2 separate regions of the Macaca mulatta genome follow, and region 1 is linked to region 2. A link is a contact called in public Hi-C data. All regions are on one chromosome and are shown on one strand. The core of a region is the stretch at or near the end of the contact, and the rest is flanking DNA. Distances in the headings are between cores, read along the strand shown.

Region 1 (2,762 bases), core at 22-2,521, 66 kb after region 2:
TAAGTGTCTGACTCATAACCAAGTGTCCGTCTAACAGGAAATGTGTTTACATCGGCAGATGCCCTTGTGGCTCTTGTCTGACCCATGACCTGTTTCTTCCTATGTGACCATCTCTCTGGCACTGGGAATCAGATCTTGTGTTCTCCCAGTGTCCCAGGAAAAACCAGGCCTTGGGTAAACCCTGATTCTTCAAATGGAAGGCACAAGTTTAATAAATCGATTAGCAAAACAATTTTGGGATTGAATGATCAGTTGTAAAGTGATGGATAGAGTGATGAAGTAAGGAAAGTCAGGATACAGAGAAAAGCATATAGCTGAGAAACTTCTTTCACCCTCGTACAACTTTTTGTTTAAATAAAAAATGGTATTTTTTAATGTATATAAAGGCATTGGGAGAAAGTTTTACCTTGAAGCCCCCACAATACCTCTCGTATGACAGGTACTTAGTTGGAAAAGATAAAAAGAGAGTCAATCGAGAATCTCAGGGGAAATACAAACATGATTAAAGAAGTATCCCTTAAAAAATGACAGTATTTCAGGATTACTGAAAAATACTTCAATTTTTCAGACGAATGCAAAAATAAAAAAAAGAAAATTACTAACATTTAAAAAAAGGGTATAAAATCATGGTCTGTGCAGTTTATGAAAAGAGGGTGTTGCAGAAACACCAAGGTATTTTTCTGGGAAAAAGAAACAAACCTTAGGTTAAAACAAAGTTAATACGGCCGGGCGCGGTGGCTCACGCCTGTAATCCCAGCACTTTGGGAGGCTGAGGCGGGCAGATCATGAGTTCAGGAGATCGAGACCACCCTAACATGGTGAAACGCCGTCCCTACTAAAAAAAAAAAAAAAAAAAAAAAAAAAAAAAAGCCGGGCGAGGTGTCGGGCGCCTGTAGTCCCAGCCACTAGGGAGGCTGAGCCAGGAGAATGGCGTGAACCCGGGAAGCGGGGCTTGCAGTGGGCCGAGATCGTGCCACCGCACACCAGCATGGGCGACACAGCGAGACTCCATCACAAAAACAAACAAACAAAAAAAAACAAAAACAAAGTTAATACAGGAGCAAGAACCAAAACAATGATAAGAAGCCTGAAAAGGAAAATTTTTACGGGTAAAACGCGGGTTAAAGGTTTTGTGCGGCGCAAGCGGCGGATAAGAGACTCCTGGCAAACGCCATAAGCCGAACAGACTCGCCCGGAAACGGAAACAGTGAGGGGAGACCAGCGTCGTCCACGCCACCGGAGCCGCGCATGCGCGAAGTGGATCGGCTCCTGCCGCCACCGTCTTCCCCCTCTGTCATGTGACCTTCCCACAGCGCAATGCGGGCTCTTTCGCTGCGCCGGACAATGGCGCAGTTCCTGCCGGCATCCCTGTGAAAACCGAGGAGCTGGGGTCTGCGGCGCCGCTCGCTCCGACGGGGGATCTGGACCCCGGCCCCGCCACGTATACTTGAGCGGATACGCCCGACATCTATATCACATTAGAAAACATTTGAAAGAATAATAACCCGTTAAGGCTTTAGTCTAAGAAATTACATTCATCTTATGAACTGTAGTGCTGCCAAATAATGTGTATGGAAACACACAGTTCCGGGTTTAATGGGACACTGCAAAGTCAGGTGAATTCGTTTTACAGTCACATCTGAAGTATGATTCCGTGCATAGTAACACACTCCTATACATCCATGTTTGTAAATGAAATCAATTAGCGTAATGGGATTCATTTCGACCTTTCAACCCTTGCGTTAAATGACAGGAAAAGTGGTCTTGGCCAGGATTCCCTGAGTCTTTATTGGGAATAGTTACCAATTAAATTTCACCCCTAGCCCCTGCAGCAATTATGAATTATGTTTCAGTTTTTAAACGAATATAAGAAAAATCCTACTCAAATGAACACAGCAGTTCCTGGATGCTGGACCGCCATCTGTTTTGTTTTTTTTTTTCCCCTCCTGATATTAAGACTGCCATCAGCCCCCCTTTCTATTGTCATCAGCCCCCTCTTTCTGTTGATGCTAGATGGCGCTGTGAGCACAGGGGTCCCTCATGCCCAAAACTATAGTGTAGCAGGTACTTCTGCAATGCAAGTAAGTAGAGGTTTAGGCGTGAAAGGAACCTATGCTTGGTACTGAAACGTCGTTTTCTAGGTGGAGAGTTCGTTTTCTGATTTCGTATTTTTCACAGGGAGGTCCAACTCAGTCAAGAGAAGCTTCTACCTTGAAAATACTAAAATTTTGTGTGGACACTTTTCCTGGACTTTAGGTTGTCTATTTTCATCACCTATAACTTTTTCTTTGCCAATGCAGGGGCTAAGCCTCAACCCCACATAATTTCTTAAAAATCTAGCTGTGACATAGATTTGTAACTTCCTTCATGTGTACTCTAATTGCTGTTCTCCTTGTGATGCCTCAAATATTTTGACTTGTATACATGTCGTGGTTTCTACATGAATACTAATCATTCTTTTGTCTTTCCCAGCTTAAATTTGCATCGTTTTTCAGCTACTTATTCATGTGTTCAATCTTAAATTACTTCCTGCAGGATACCTTCAGTGACTATTTACATTAGGGTTGTATGCACATGCATTTTGTGGATTTCCACATACCTATGCAGCCTCTCTAATCTGATTTTTATTGCCTATATGTTCGAATATCAGCTTGACTGATGTCTCAAATATAGGAGAAATGAATGTTTGTTGTTTATTTATCCATGCCTCACATGTAGCAGTATATATACCACATGGTTGTCACTAGATTTTCTTAGTTTGC
Region 2 (2,700 bases), core at 48-2,547:
ATGCCTTTATAATTATAGGATTTTTTCAGTAAGTATAAAATAAGGTAATTACGTGTATAGTCATTTGACAGAGATCTATTTCCATTTAGATCCATCTTAAATCTTTGATTCACTAACTTTCAGTGGATGGCCCTCATCCAGACTCCGACAGGTACTGTGCATAGATCAATTCTGACCTGTTCTGAGAGGCCCCAGCTAAATCTGGGTCCTAGTAACAGAGCGGCTAGCAGCCCTCCAATAATGGGAAATGAAGGGGAGCTGGACATAGGTGTTTACAGTGTGTCTCCTACGGGTTACTTCTTTTACCTAGCTGATGCTCTAACACCTGTGTCTGACCTGGGACCAGGTGTCCATCTCACAGGAAACATATACTGGCAGATGTCTTTCTGGATTGTTTGACCTGTGTCCCGTTTATTCCTGTGTGATCACCACTGTGGCACTGTAAACCAGATCTTCTATTCTCCCAGTGTCCTAGGGAAAACTAAGCCTTGGGTAGACCTTGTTTCTTCAAACGGAAGGCACACATTTAATAATCTGATTAGTAAAATAATTTTGTGATTGCATGATCAGTTGTAAAGTGATGGATGAGGTGATGAAATAAGGGAAGTCAGGATACACAGAAAAGCACGACCTAGCCACTGTTTTAAAAAGTAGTAGAGAAACTTCTTTCAACCTTGTACTTTTTTTTTTTCTGTTTGTTTGTTTTGAAACACGGTATTTTATAGTGAAAATAGAGACTGTGGGGAAAGGTTGACCTTGAAGCCCTACAAGACCTTTCATATTAAAGGTATGTTGGTGGAAAAGTTAAAAATAAATAGAGACTCTTAAGGCCAATACACAAGTAGTCTCCGATATTTAGAAAACAATATTCAGTCAACTGAAAAATATTTCAGATTTTCAGACAAATGCAAAAAAAGACATTGAAGTTATTAATACTAAAAAGGAAGAATATAAAATCATGGTTCATGCAAGGTTTAACTTTAAAAAGAGGTTGTAAAGAAACACCAAAGTTTTCGGGAAAGAGAAACCTTAGATTAAAACAAAGTTAATACAGGATTAAGAACCAAGACAATGATACGAAACCTAAAGAGGAACATTTCTACGGGTAAAACTCAGATTAAAGTTTCCGCGGTATACGCGGCTGATAAGAGACTCCCGGCCGGCGCCATAAGCCGAACAGATCCGCGGGATGCGCGGAAACGGAAATAGCAGGGGGAAAGGACACCACCAAATCCTGCCGTCCCGCGCAGGCGCAAACAGGATCTGCGCCTGCAGGCAGCCTTCCTCCCCCTCCCTCACGTAATCTTCCCACACTGCACCGCGAGCTTGTTGGCCGCGCCGAACAATGGCGCATATCCTGCGGATCTGCCCCCTGCAGGCAGCCGCCCTCCCCCTCCGTCTTGTAATCTTCCCACAGCGCACCGCGAGCTGGTTGGCAGCGCCGGACAATGGCGCATATCCTGCGGGCCGCCCTGTGAGGTTGGAGGAGCTAGACTGTGAGGCACCGCTCAGAATCGCGGGAGACCAGGAGTGCCGGCCCTGCCACGGAAACTTGAGCGAATGCACCTAACTTCTTAATCAGATTGGAAAACGTTTTATGGAATAATAACCCTTCAAGGCTTTCGTCTAAGAAATTAATCTTCTGAACTCTAATGCTCCTGGAGAGTGATGTGTAGGGAATCACAGACAGCTTGGGGTTTAATGTGACACTGCACTGCAACACTGCAAAGTCAGCTTAAGTCATTTTACAGTTGCATCCAAAGTATGATTGCGCTCAGGGTAACACACTACTATACATCCGTATTTGTAAATCAATTATCGTAATGGGATTCACTTTGACCTTTACCCCTTGCGTTAAACGACAGGAAAAGTGGGCATGGGTCAGAACTCGCTGAGTCTTTACTGGGAATGGTTATGGATTGCATTTCACTCCTGACTCCTGCAGCAATTTTATTATTTTGAGGTGGAGTCTCTGTCACCCAGGCTGGAGTGCAGTGGCGCAATCTCGGCTCACTGCAACTTCCACCTCTTGGGTTCAAGCAATCCTCCTGCCTCAGCCTCCCGAGCAGCTGGGATTACAGGCGCCCTCCACCATGCCCACCAATTTTTGTATTTTTAGTAGAGACGGGGTTTCACCATGTTACCCAGGCTGGTCTCGAACTCCTGGCCTCCAGTGATCTGCCCGCCGCGGCCTCCCAAAGTGTTGGAATTACAGGCATGAGCCACAGTGCCCGGCCAATATTTTAGTTTTTAAATAAATATAAGAAAAATCCTGCTGAAAGTAACAGTTTCCAGTTCCTGGGCCCCACCTTTGTTTTCCCGGGCCCCTGTTATTAAGGTTGCCATCGGCCTCCCTTTCTGTTGATGCTAGATGGCGCTGTGAGCACAGTAGTCTTATTCCTCAACCGCAGTGTAGCAGGTATTGTGAAATGCTGGTAAGGTGAGATTAAGGCATGAAAATAACCTATGCTTGGTGCTGAAATGTAGTTTTCTAGGTAGAGGATTTTTCTGACTTCCTATCTTTGACAGGAAAGTATGACTCAATCAAGAGGAGCTTCTATCCTGAAAATACTAAAATTGTTTGTGGACGCTTTTCCCAGACTTTATGTTGTCTCTCATTTTCCTCACTTACAACTTTTTCTTTGCCTGTACAGGGTTTGAGCCTCAACCCCACATATTTTTTTTTTCCTTTCAAATTCA

Evidence for each region. Hi-C and Micro-C count contacts between places; a contact is called where the count stands out from the background.
Region 1: a contact with region 2 is called in a Hi-C map of fetal cortex germinal zone, with 3 times the contacts expected there. The contact joins two enhancer-like sites. A contact is called at or near these places in 2 of 14 Hi-C or Micro-C datasets (cortical neurons and fetal cortex germinal zone).

The regions. Positions count from the first base shown.
Region 1 is chr7:5,191,485-5,194,246 of T2T-MMU8v2.0, forward strand. No RefSeq gene overlaps it. Among named protein-coding and RNA genes, the nearest start is that of NPAP1, 49 kb to the right of the region's middle. Within about 2 kb of position 1,272, at least 11 of the 40 cell types and tissues checked have an H3K27ac peak or open chromatin away from gene starts, as enhancers often do. A contact at or near this core is called in fetal cortex germinal zone, where this site is marked.
Region 2 is chr7:5,125,769-5,128,468 of T2T-MMU8v2.0, forward strand. No RefSeq gene overlaps it. Among named protein-coding and RNA genes, the nearest start is that of SNRPN, 100 kb to the left of the region's middle. Within about 2 kb of position 1,298, at least 11 of the 40 cell types and tissues checked have an H3K27ac peak or open chromatin away from gene starts, as enhancers often do. A contact at or near this core is called in fetal cortex germinal zone, where this site is marked.